Linked DNA regions of Mus musculus: region 1 is linked to region 2. Evidence: chromatin contacts called from public promoter capture Hi-C data. All regions are on one chromosome and are shown on one strand. Each heading gives the region's core, a stretch centred on a gene start, on an enhancer-like site or on the middle of the called end of the contact. The rest is flanking DNA. Distances are from core to core; before and after follow the strand shown. Region 1 holds the start of Padi1 (peptidyl arginine deiminase, type I). Region 2 holds the start of Padi3 (peptidyl arginine deiminase, type III).

Region 1 (6,924 bases), core at 2,364-4,863, 35 kb before region 2:
TCCTGGAAGAATCTCTCAGTCCCACGGTTCCTGGGCAGCATCTCCAGCCAAGACAGGAACACTGAGCTGAGTATTTCATCGGTGGAGGGGGTAGTAACGTCTCCCAGCTCCCACCCCGGCTCCTCCCAGACCTGAACTAGCCTACCTGGAGTCTCAAGTTCAAAGAGAATACAGCTTGGGTGTGCAGGATGTGACTTTGTGGGTTGTGGGTAGGGTGGGGGCCTGGACAGGTCATGGTGTCTCCCGGGAAATGTTCTCAGGTAGAAGGAAAGGAAGAGGGGTGAGGAGGGTCCTAGAGAGGACGGGAGAAGAGACGCGGGGGTTTCCTTCAATGAGAGAATAATGACAGTGGGAGCTGCTTTCTAAAACAGAGCAGATGACTGTTCAGATTGCCCATGACTTTATTTGAACAACACGAGGAAGTGCACAGAAGATGGACGAGGGCCTAATGCATCCCTGGCAGGGGACTGTGGGTGACCAAGAGCCCAGAAGCTCTGGCCTCAGTTCCCTTTTGAGGCTCTGTAAAATAGAAGTGCGTCCTATGGCGTCCCCGCCCATCCCTCTACAGCCTTTCTTTCTCTTCTTCATTTTCCTCAAGCCCGAGAGTGAGCCCTTGGAGAAAGCAGGTCCTGATGGCCCCCTGCCCTGCCTACAATGTCCGAGAGCCCAGCCAAGCCTTGAGCTGTCTGAACTTGGGTTTCCAGGATTGGTTGGAAGTCGTCACCTGGAATTGTTGGGAAGGTCAGATGGGTAAATGTGTGGAAGAGTCTTACAATCTGTCCAGCACAGGGGAGGCTGATCGGTGCTTACAAGTTTGACGTACCTCGTTGTCATGAGCACCGCCACTGTCTTCATCCAGCATTGCCACTGTCTTCTTAGACACCAATCACCTTTCTCCTCTTCTCCTTTCTTTCTCTTCCATCTATTCATTTATCCATTCATCCATTCACCCATTTGATCATTCACTCATTCCTCCATCCATTTGTCCACTCATCCATAAGTTCATCGATCTACTTGTCTGTCCATCCATCCATCCATCCATCCATCCATCCATCCATCCATCCATCCATCCAATCTTCCTCAGTGGAAGCCTCTGGTCTTCAGATGAACTTCCTTTATAGTCTTTACACTATTTATAGACAGTGGACGTTTTTTCTATCCCTAGGATAGCTTAGACAAAATGACGGGGTCCTGGTTCTTTTGGCTTGAAGAAGGGATGTGGAAAGGCCACTCCTGAAGTTTTGCTGGCTTCTGTACCTGGAGGGCAAACTGAGGCTTAGTCTTGATGCCTACAGTATCATGAGCTTTTAAGGCCACAATATTACACTCAGATGTGCTGGCAGCAAAGAAGATCATTCTGGAAAAGGGAACCAAATAAAAGTAGATGGCATTTTTCTTTGCTTGTTTCCTGGTTCCCTTGGTTCCTGAGGTAGGAACCTCCATCGGGCTGCTGGGTAGGCTTCCTGCTGGGAGTGCATCTCTGACGTCCCCTGCCTGTGGACAGGAGATTCTTGGTTGTGTGTCTCCTGCTTGGGAGGTGTGTCCTGTGGCTCCAGAGATGTGTTTCTCTGGACCCTGGCCCTCATCACAAAGAAGACATGCTATTCACCCTCTCCTATCAGCAGTCCTGTGGTATCTTCCTGTTTACAACAGAATGGTCCAGCCGAGACCCACACTGAGTCTCTTGTCCATCCAACCAAGACACCATCCCTTTGATCACTCGGGCCCTGAACACTGTGGCCATCCTTGCAATCTTCTTCCTATTAAACTTCCAATTCACCAGCTGACACCATCAGCTGCACTGTCTTCAAGACCTGCTCTCCATCCCATTCCTCACTCCAATGACACCCCAGGATCAGGGCACCATCACCTCTGCCCAGAGGGTGGAGAGCCTGCAGCCTCTAACATCATCTCTCTTGCCTCTGGGTGGTGTCTATTCCTAGCCCATCAAGTCCTCAGAGCAAGGGACCTGGACTTCTCTGCTTCTGCTAGGGAAGAGTGCCCAGGAGCCCAGCAACACCTGTGTGAGCACAGGGCATCTGGGACCTTGTCACTCCACGTCTCAGAACTTGCCTCCTGAGCTCAGATAAGAGTTTCCCTATATACTCTTCTCCCTTTCTTTCTTTCCTTCTTTCCTTCCTTCCTTGTTGAAAGACCAGACTTAAACTCATTACACGGCTCAGGATGACCTTGAACTCCTGACCTCTCCTGTCGAAGATGCAGGCATTCACTGCCGTGACACTCAGTTTTATGCGATAGGAAAGATGGAAAGAAGATAGGAAGGAAGGAAGGAAGGAAGGAAGGAAGGAAGGAAGGAAGGAAGGAAAGAAGGAAGGACATTTATTATACCATTTCAAAAGTGTCCATACCCGTGCTTGTGTCTGTCTGTCTCTCTCATACACACAGATACCCAAACATGATCTACATCAAAATTAGTAGGCACATGCTCTATGTAACTTTTACCCTCCTCATGTTTCCCCTTGGGTCATTTTCAACTTTAAAGAAATAAGTTTCCTAGCACAGGAAGATGATATTAGGGGCAGCGCACCAACAGGTTTGTGTAGACCGTAGTCACGTGACGTCAGCCACGCGTGGAACTCGCTTTGCTGTTTGCCTGTGGGAAGGCTGGGTAAGACACCCGAGACGCCCCCATTCTCCAGGATCACATAAGGACGATTCCGTCCCTCCTCACAGGGCCACTGTGGGAGTGAAAGACGGGTAAGTGATCTGGGTAAGCTGGCGCAGGCTTAGTCCCAGCACTTGGGAGGCAGAGGCAGAAAGAGGAAGAGGAAGTGGATCTCTGTGAGTTCGAGGCCAGCTAGGTCTACAGAGTGAGTTCCAGGAACAACAACAACAACTAAATAAATAAATAAAAATAAAAAATAAAATAAAAAGAAAGAAAGAAAGAAGAAAGACATGTAAGTGAAGGAAGGAGGTAGAGTGGGGCATCTCGACCTAACACTTCGAGCCCATGGTCAAGGTGATCGCTCATTGACTTTGTGCCCTCTGATTTCTGGGAACCTCTGAGTTCTGGGTACCAGCATATCACCTCCTGGTGGATTTGTGCGCAGGCAGCTCTACCACTCTCTAGCAATGTAACTAGAGGCCTGACTAGCTGCCAGCACCTCTTTTAGACAAGGCTAACTCTCCCACTACCCTGAACTTTCACCCCGTGAGGTCCTCCTGTCTCAGTAGCTGTCACACACACGGGGTCACTGAGTCCAGGGGAGCTCTCGAGCCTCTGAGTGTCAGGCCTTGGATTCGAACCTCACACAATGCCCTGAGGACTGGACTGCCTCAGTCGGGAGATAGGATCTACACATTTCTTAGTGTGAGCCCTCAGAGAGGCAGTCGCAGGGTGGGCTCAGGCACCAAGAGGCTGGGTGGCAAGGCTGGGACCCTCTGAGCCTCCTTGTTGGCAGCCAAACCTGGCTGATTTCAGGTCCCCTTCCCACCCCACAGAGAGTTTCAAACACCTCCCTCCCAGCCTCCTAGATTGACAGCCCATGACTTAGGTGACTGGGCATGGAGCCAGGAGGTGGGGACCAGGCTCAGGCAGGCTCCCCAGGTTGCAGGGTGAAATTAAAAGGGAGGAGAGAGCTCCAGCCCATCAGAAGGCACGCTCCTACCCGGCAGCCGGGTGTCCCCAAGGAGATCTGGGGAGCCGGGGAGCATCTGGGGCTTGTGGCTGCTGGGCACCCAAGCTGACCCGACCAGGAGACTGGAAGCTCGACACAGGATGGCCTCCCCGAGAGCTGTGCAGCTGTCTCTGAGAAAGCCGACTCACGCTGTGTGCGTGGTAGGTGTGGAGACACTGGTGAACGTCTATAGGTAAGACCCGGGATGCTTTCCTGTTCTCAGGGCAGGGGATCCGCAGGCAAAAGAGGGTGCAGGGGAGGGGAGCTGGCAGGGTGATGTCAGACACCAGAGATGGTGGAGCTGCCTTCAGAGCTTATGGGGGAAGGAAATTGGGTCTGCCCAGTGCACTGGGGTCAGGACATTGGGTCCAGTCCCTGGATGAATGAAGGTGGGCTCAGGAGATGACCCTGAGTCCTGGGACCAAGCTCTGTCTGGGTTCTACATGACAGTCTTCAAATGGAGCAGCAGAAGGAAGTGGGGCTGGAGCCAGGGAAGAGGGTTGGGCCCCCCTTCCTCCCTCCACGTCTTGCCAGTTTTCCACCTCTCTGCGGTTAGGGGTGTGCATGTGACATCTTGACCCTTGGAGGCCAGCCAGGGACAACCAGAGTGACTGGGATTAAGAGGGAGTGGTCAAGGCATAACTCAATGACTTAATTTAAGAAGCGATCCTGGAGCAAAGCCTGGGACTTGGGCTGGCAAGAGACGATGATGGTGATGATGATGGTGATGATGGTGGTGTGGTGGTGGTGATGATGGTGGTTGTGATGGCGGCAATAGCGACATCTGAATAAGATAGCCATGACTTCAGTTTTCCCCATCGACCCAAATCTTCCCTGTCCTGGCTCTGCTTAGATAGGGATGCAGGGACCTGGTCGGCAGCCTCAGCTCTTTACCTGATCACTATGGAAGTTGGTGATCTCTGAGGCCTGTGGAGCTCTAGGTGAGGTGCCTTCCACAGGAAGCTGAGGGCCGGGAGTTGCCAGGCACCATCTGAACTCAGCTCACCCTTGGGGCTCAGTCCTACATTAGCCCAGGCAAATGGGGGAGCGCTGTACCCATTGCCTGTCTGAACTTCACTGATGCTTTTTGTCTTAACTGTAATGCTGTAGGGTCCCGGGGACAGGGATGGGAAGGGACAGACAGACACTCTGGAGGCCAGACTTTGACTACCCTCCACTGGGAACCAGAGTGGCTAATGGAATTATATCCACTCTTGCCCGTTTAGCATACGAATCTAGATTTAATGAATAGGGTACATTGAGTGAAGAGAGGTGGGGGAAGAAGGAGGAAGAGGAGGAGGAAGAAGAGGGAAAGGAAAGAGATAGAGACAGACAGAAACAGAGAGAGACAGACAGACAGAGAGAGACAGACAGAGAGAGAATTTTTGGTGCTCCCTGGGCCTTCACACATGCTAGACAAATGTTCTACCTCGGGACCAGCCCCCAGAATTTTTTTTTGGCTATGGCGTGGAGCATCCGTACCCTGCATCCTGCAGCTGAGCTGAAGCTCGGCTGAGACCCCCCCCCCCTGTGCTGCATCTGGCAGTCTGCTTTGACACTGATGTCAGGGGAGGAGAGCCCATGCGTGGGTCCCGCCTGCCTGAATCCAGGGCCCTGCTCTCGCCTAGGGATAAGGCTGTTTCTAGAAAGGTTCTTCCAAACCTCAGCCCTGGGTTACTCTACTACGGCACTTGGCAGAGTGCCAGGTCTACCTTCTGTCATCCGGTCCCCATCCCCATCTGGTCCCATCCCTCCCACCCCCATCCCTCCCCTGACCCCCATCCCACCCCACCCCATCCCACCCCCACCACAGCTAACTTCTAGAGTCCCTGGCTTTTCATTGCCCAGGGCTCTGAGTCCTGATTGGATGATCTGGGCCCCTCTGAAGTTCAGTGTGGCGGTTACATATGCAGCCCGGTGCGGTGCGCATCCTGGCTCTGTTGGTCCCTGGCTGTGTGGTCTCACCCCGGCGAGACACTGCCCTTCTGGGAGCCTGCTTCTGCTTCTCCGAGTGAACTCAACAGTGCCACCATCATGGGTTGGGGGGGACGAATGAGACCTGCCTGTGCTTGTCTGTGGTAGGTTGTGCCAGCTGTGGCCACTCCCACATCTGTTCTTTCCATTACTCCTTGGAGGAGGGAAAGGACAAGGTCAGCACAGGGTATATGGAGGGACACCAAGCCCTTAGCATTGTCCTTCAGTGTGACTGGCCCTGCCTTGGCTGTGGTGTCCCTTGACTGACTCTGGGAGGGACTACAGTGTCAGCTCTGTACCTGAGCGCTGACTAACATTACAGCTATCCAGAGTTTACAAGGGACACAGGAATTCACTTTGTGACACCGAGGAGGAATTCTCCTGCCCAGAGGCAGTGGCAGTGGGAAAGGTACCTTGAATGGACAAGCCAGTGGGACTTCCAGGAGCCTGAGGCTCCCCCAGGGGCTGGGTTAGAGCCAGGCCACACATGATGGTGTGATGAACTTGGGGCTCCTCCACCCCTTTGCTTGGTGACTGGCTCCAGTGGAGGCCAAGGGGCTCAAAACTGGTCTTGCTTGCTGATAAGCCTGGGGAAGATCCCCCCAAGTATGAGGTATGCTGGTCATCTGAGCTGCCCAGAGTTTGAACCTCCAGATGATAGTGTATAAGGTGACATCAGAGGAAATGATTAATCTCCCCAGAGGCCACATGGCCTGGCAATTTGAAAAAATGTTTGTATGTGGGGTTAATTGTGTGCCATGAGGTAACTAGTCTCAACAGGGGCTGTAGGCCGTCCTACAGCCACAGGGCTAGCTTAATGCCTCTCTCCTGGTGGGTCATCTCACCACATCAACTCCCATCCCCAATAGGCTGCCTGCTTCAGCACCCTGACCCCTTCAGGCCGTTGGGCTACTTTCAGCAAAGTGAAATAAGATGTTCGGGGATTTAGGGCAAGGAGTATGGCGGAACAGTGGGGGGAGGGGTGGGCGGGATGCATGAAACTCTCCGATGAGCTACAGGAAGGACCAGGCCTGAGCATCTCCTGGGCTTCTTGAATTCCAAAACCAACCATGCCCTACAGTGTATCTGTCTGACTCTCCCCGCCTGGGTAAATAAGTGCTGTCAGCCTCGAGGGAGCACGGGGAGGCAGAGCTGGGATCCCAGTCTGAGGGGCTGACGGGCTGCAGGTGCTGCTGGGACCAGGCTGGGCACCTGCTCTCCTCACTCCAGCCTGTCCTTGTACCTGCATAAGGAAGAGCACCTTTGTTGGGAGGTGACGTTCAAACAATTCCATTTTTTGAGTTCCTGGACT
Region 2 (6,086 bases), core at 2,263-4,762:
TGGCCCTCTGGCACCGTTCAGTTCAACGGAGGCAAGCAAGGGCAGGAAAACTCAGTCCTTGAAAGCGAGCAGGCACAAAAGCCCCTCTAATGCTCAACTCCATCCAGTCCGACCTCTGCAGGATGCTCGTTACCTGCCGGAGCAGCCTTTAATTATGAGCCCTGGTGCTTCCTGTTGGAAGATGCCGCGGGCCATAGGGAGCCCGTCGTAAGTCTGCAAGCGTGGGTGGGGGTGGGCAGGAAGGTTGGACCAGGAAAGCAGAGAGCTTGCCCATCTTGGGGTGGGGAACCTGGAAGCCTGGGACTCGTGGCTGGGTGTTTAGGGCCCCTGAACCTGAAGGCTGTTGGTCCAGATGTGGAGGGGGTGGGGCCCAAGGTATTAGGAGAGGGTGGGGTAGGTCATTAAGTTACATCTGGAGGTGAGGCCTAATTTCCTCTAATAGTCTCTAATTACTCCCGATCCTGCTGCAGGCAGTGGGAGGGAAGGGCCCACACTCCCCTAGCAGCCAGGGACCCTACACAACATTTGTACTGCCCCAGTAAACCCCATGGCAGGCCTGTGTCCCCCACCCCCACCCCCAGTAGGACAGACAGCTGGCCTGGAGGCTAATAGCACCAGCTGAGGTAACAGAGGCATGTGGAGGCAAGCAGGCAGGCAGACCCAGCTGCAGGGCATGGCTGGCAGAGGCCTGCCATCTTCCTCCTGTGGTCCAGGAGCCACCACAGGCCACTGGATTCTGTCTTGGTATTTTTAGTAGTTTCTGGTGCCACCCCAGACTTGAGGCAGCTGCTGTCACTTCATAACCGGCGGACACTCAGTTAGCGAAGGCTTCCATGAAAGTGTTAGGCTAGGCATGGCCTAGTAGGCATTGGCTCTTCCCCCTTCCAGAAGGGTCTGTGGAACTGGAACCCCATTTGTAGGCTCTCTGCACGAACAGCCTCCTCTATGAGCATGGCCCGGCTGCAGCTGAGACACGGAGAAGGAGAAGAAGAAGATAAAGGAGGATGAGAAGGGTTGGGGCGATGCCCGACCTCTGAAGAGGAGAGGAGACAGGCGACCATGGGAGCAAGTCTTCAGCACCACATGATGGGGACTCTGGAGTTGCCGCTCAGGCTGTCTGGGGTCCTGGCTGACTGGCCACCGTCTTTCTCATCAATAAAAACATCGTTGTGCATTCTTTAACTGGCTGCCTCATTTGCGCCTGGGCCGACAGAGGGATAAGAAAATGAGGGGCCAGCTTCCCTGATCTCCACACCCTAGCACAGATCCCTAGGCTCGGTGCCAGCAGGGCCTCAGGCGGCCCTTGTCAGCTGAGCAGCTTCCTGGGCTGAGGCAGGTGAATGCCAGACAGCCGCTGATTCGACAGAATCCTTGATCCATGGCCACTCCCCCGCGCCGCCCCCCCCCCCCCCGCCTGCCTGAGATACTATCGAGGAGGGACCTGCCTCTTCCTCTTCCTCTTCCTCTCCTCTTCCCTTGGTTTTATGGAAAGAGGTGGGGAGGCTGGCAGAAGGGGGCGATGCTCCAAGGCACCGGGATCCAGGACAGGTCAACGCAATTCCGTAGCCCTGACTCCGGTGCTGAGTTCCCTAGGCCTGGTGGTCTGATCTTCGGAAACATCGCTTCTTTTCATCTTACACACTTGCTGTGATCTCAGACTATTCCCTTTGACAGACATTTTAGCACAAGGCTCATCAGGTCCCCAGCACAATGTGCCAGCACCCTTGGAGGATGCTTACCCACTCTTTCCACCCATCCCCCACAGTCAGGGAGGATGTCTGGAACTTTATCAAGCGTGCTGGTTCTTATCTAACACTGACGCCATTTGCTGGAAACCAGATGCCCTGGGTTCGGGTTGCTTTGGAGAATGCCCTTTCCATACCCTGGGCCACCGCAGAGGGGACAGTCATAGGCTCCAAATGTCAGCCTCCGACTGGTGCAAATGGAGGACCCTAGGAAGTGAGTGGGTTCTGGTCCCTGCCCTGCCCTGGGGGGGCAGCAGCTGGGAGGAGGGACTCTACTCAGCACTTCTGAGCCTCCACAGCCATTATCTCTGCCCGAGCGGGTGACTGGCCACATTTTCTAGACCTGAGGAAACAAGCCCCAGGAGAAGAGATGGAATCCCGTCAGTACGTGGTGCAGCCGATCAAACCCGACTCCCCTGCCCAGAGTCCTTGTTCTTGCAGATACCTCTTGCCTCAGTTTCCCCATCTACAAGAGGGCAACCTACGCTGATATTCTTGGTCCTGATGACATTGGTCACTGTTGTATCATTTACCCCCTTGGGAGGGTTTGACCTCCAACATCAGCCTTAGGAAAGTGAGCCCATATCCACGTTACAACTGCCCAGCTGTGATCCCCTCAGCCAGGGCTCAATTGGTGGTGGTGGTGGGCTGAAGTAAGGTGTGTGTGTGTGTGTGTGTGTGTGTGTGAAGTGCCACCAGGAAGACCCTGAGGTAGGAGGAAGCTCACTCTCTCTCTAGTCTTACAACCCAAGCTTTTAATTAAGAAAGGCGGGCAGAGGTCCAAGAAGGTGGCCCAGTGGGTAAAGGTGCTAGCCACCAAGCCTGACGACTTGGAATGGACCTGGTAGGAGGAAACAAGTCCTCCAGCCTCTGCACAGGTGCCACGGCACAGGTGGGCACCACCTCTCCCAGAAATGTAAAAATCAGACCGATCTAGAAATACATATAGATGGGGAGGGGGGCGAAGCTGGGGATGTGGCTCGGTTGGTAGAGCCTAGCACACACAATGCTCTAGGTGTGATTTCCAACACCAGATAAAATGGAGTAGAGTGGTGCAGATCTGTAATCCCAGCGCTTGGGAGGCAGAAGGATCTGAGGTTTAAGACTGTTGTTAACCTCATAGTGAGTTTGGAGTATTTGAGACTCAGAGAGAGAGAGAGAGAGAGAGAGAGAGAGAATAAAAAGAGAGGAAGATGGGTGGAGAGAAGGGGGAGGGGAAGAGGCAGGGGGAAGGGGAAGAACGGGGGGGAGGGGGGAGGGGAGGAAGAGGGAAAGGGGGAGGGAGAGGGGGAGGAGCGAGGCAAGACCAACATTTCTCATAGGTTTGCATGAAGCATCCAGGGGCCACCTGCACTTCCGGTTGCCTGCACCAGGGTGAAGTGGGGCCTTGCATCCTGCATCCTCAGCGGCCCTTCCAGCAGTGTAAACAGAGGCAAGAGGACAGAGACAGGCCAGGACAAAGCCCTGGGTTCCCCTGCGTGTCCTCCCCCTCCCCCTCCCCCTAACCACCCCAGATGTGCTGGCCAAGCACCTGTGGGGACTTGTTTTCTCTCTAGGTAGAAATTAACTCCTTGGGTGCCCTGGGGTGGGAGCCCCAGGTTCATATGCAAATATCAGAACCCTTCCGGCCAGTCCTGAAGAGAGGATTGGCTCTTTGGCCTCTGAGAAGAGGCTGGGCTTCTAGAGCTAGAGCCAATAAGCTTGCGCCCTGAGCTGGAGGGGCGGAGCTGGGTACTTTAAAGGCACATCCTGGGGGACCTCTGGCTAGTGCTGGGTTTGGTGGCCAAAGCCCCCATCCTAGGCCGGCATGTCTCTACAGAGGATTGTGCGTGTGTCTCTGGAGCACCCCACCAGCGCTGTGTGTGTGGCAGGGGTTGAGACCATCGTGGACATTTATGGGTAAGAGTTGGTTCTGGAGGGTCTGGGGTTCGTCGTGTGGAGTCCGTGGGCCTTCACGGCTAGGAGCTGTGTTCCTCAGGGCACAGGCTGGGCCTACGGTGCCTCATCTGTAGTCTTAACCTGGGAACCTCTGCCCACTGTGGGAAGCGTGGGTCCTTCCTGCAGTCAGCCCCGTTCCCAGCAGGGTTTTTGAACCTGAGGATCCAGGCAGAGCTGAGCTCCGTACATTGGACTTAGACAGTTCTGGGGCCATGGGCTCATTTCTCGGTTTAAGGGTCCTTAGAAGAGACTGGTCACAAGAAAGGGAAGGGACCTGAACTCTCATCCTCCAACCCCTTATGAGCACAGGGAGAATCAAGTCATTTCTTAAAAGGCCACATCTACTCACGGACCTAGCACTTAAGGTGCCAAGCTCTGTCCCCAGAGCTGGTCACAGTTTCTCAGACTCCACCCTGACAAGAGCCCTGACGTTAACACTATCTCAGGTGATGTTCACAAAGTACCAGTGGTGGCACAGAGAGGTTGAGCCATTAGCCCATGTCACCTGGAGGCAAAGCTGAGCTTTGAGCCCACTGTAGACTTACTAAGGACTTCGTGTCTAGCTGCCCAGCCCCTGGAGCCCCAGGGCTTCAGATCCACGGTCACTCATCACCTATGCGCTGTGGCTGCTGTGGGCCAGGGTGGCTTGGCTAGGGGTTTTGTAGGACCGGGGCTGGTTTCTTAGGCTTTTGAGTCCCAGCTCTGAGACTGAGCTGAGGAGATTCCAAGGATGCAGGGATCAGGGTGTCACCTCTCAGACCTTCCTGCCCCCATCTTGGATGTGGCTTCAGCACTGGGCCACCAGAAGTCCCTGCGGGACTGTGCCACTCACTGTAACACTGTGAGAATCATCTTTGGTCTTCATTTGCCAGGGGCCGACAGTGCTCCCAACCCTGCTGGGCCAGCCAAAACTCAGACGTTGTCAGGTATGCCCCAGGGGCCAAAGTTTCACACCCTTTGAGAACAAACATCCAGAAGTAAGAGTTTCAAGTGTGGAGTGAAATCGGTTGGGGTCTGAGGTAGGGAGGGAAGGAGTGAGCTGCCAGTCACAGGAGATAACCAAGTCCGAGATAAGCTGCATGCCAGGAGCTAGCTCCTGGCTGCGGGTAGGTGGACTGTGAGATATGCAGAGGGGAGTCTCTGTAGCTTTAGCTTCCAAAGATTCGGGCAGGACAGGAAGTGGGATGGATGCTGCCTGGCGCCACAGCCTGCTCCAGGGCTGCGTGCCCATAGGGGTGACTCACTGCCCAGCTGCCTTGTGCCCATTGGGTAGATATATCTCCGGTTTGACTTGTCCAGGGAGCTGGGGATAGCTTCTCCTCCCCCTCCCTCTCCTGCTCCTCTCAGAGGTGCCTTCGAGGGTGGAGGATGGGCTGGGTGGGAGGCAAGCCGCTGGGCTGGGGGTAACTTGAGTGACTAGGGCCATGATGGGGATTCACCAAGAAGACTGGGGATGGGGCAGTCATGGGTGGTGGCAGGGCTTTGGTGTTTTCTAGGATTTCTGCACATAGTGATGGCCAATCCCCCTGGGAAATAGAGTATCACACTCACGGGGCATGGGCTTCTTTGAGCGTTGGTGTACAGCCGTCCTGGGGATGCTCAGAAGTGAAGGGTTGTTCTAGTGTCGGCCAGGCGCTGTCCAGTGAGGGTTGCAGAGATGACCTGTGTCTTGGTTGTGAGCCTTGCCTCGAATGGCTGAGCCATCTCTACAGCCCGCGACTTGTGTCTTGGAAGGGGATAGCAAGACTGGACATCTTAGGGTATTCTTCCCGGATCCTAGCCCTAGCCTACAAACCAGGAGCAGCAGGATGGTGGCTCAGCGCTGGCTCTGGTACTTCCCAGCTGCCTCATCTTGGGACGCTCTTTCCCCGGGGACTCTGCCTCTGGCTCTGTAATGTGATGAACCAGTGATGTGACTGGGCAGTGGGCTCTTGGTGGCTTGCGTCGTCTTGAGTATTTTACCCAGATGCCCCAGCTTACCACAGCGGCCTCGCCATCTCAGAGGTTAACCCAGAGAGGTTAACTAACCTGTCAGAGGTGGCGTAGCCAGTTGGTAGAGAGGCATGAGGCCGTCTGAACTGTTTGGTTCTTTCTTCAGAGAGACCTGGGAGGAGGGCAGAGATGGCATGTAGACTACAGAGCGCAGAGCCAATGCTAACATGCACAGAAATCATTTCCATTATTTTATGGCTCTGCCCTGAGTCTGGGGAAAGTCTCAAGTGTTCCCAAACCTGCCGTTTATCAGCTGGGTAGGACCAGGAGATGGAGAAATGGGGAAAAAGAAAGAAAGAGAGAGAGAGGAGAGAGAGAGAGAGAGAGAGAGAGAGAGAGAGAGAGAGAGAGAGAGAGAGAGAAAGAAAGAAAGAAAGAAAGAAAGAAAGAAAGAAAGAAAGAAAGAAAGAA

Evidence for each region. Capture Hi-C pulls out chosen DNA fragments and counts their contacts.
Region 1: a promoter capture Hi-C map of adipose tissue shows a contact between it and region 2. The contact joins the promoter of Padi1 here to the promoter of Padi3 in region 2. A contact is called at or near these places in 6 of 39 promoter capture datasets (the 3T3-L1 cell line, 3T3-L1-derived adipocytes, the SN4741 cell line and 3 more), 1 of 15 datasets of contacts at CTCF or cohesin (CD8 T cells), 5 of 484 Hi-C or Micro-C datasets (the G1E-ER4 cell line, the HL-1 cell line, bone marrow-derived macrophages and 1 more), 4 of 115 datasets of contacts at active chromatin or transcription factors (embryonic stem cells, pancreatic cancer cells and vascular smooth muscle cells) and 3 of 9 other capture datasets (adipose tissue, liver and pancreatic islet).

The regions. Positions count from the first base shown.
Region 1 is chr4:140,842,467-140,849,390 of GRCm38.p6, reverse strand. It overlaps Padi1 (peptidyl arginine deiminase, type I), which reads left to right and starts at 3,613. Exons shown (of 16, transcript NM_011059.2): 1 at 3,613-3,831. The coding sequence starts at 3,740.
Region 2 is chr4:140,808,074-140,814,159 of GRCm38.p6, reverse strand. Padi3 (peptidyl arginine deiminase, type III) reads left to right here and starts at 3,512. Exons shown (of 16, transcript NM_011060.4): 1 at 3,512-3,644. The coding sequence starts at 3,553. It overlaps Gm13032 (predicted gene 13032), which reads right to left and starts at 3,167. Exons shown (of 3, transcript NR_045944.1): 1 at 3,057-3,167; 2 at 1-966. It overlaps Padi1 (peptidyl arginine deiminase, type I), which reads left to right. Exons shown (of 16, transcript NM_011059.2): 16 at 1-1,179.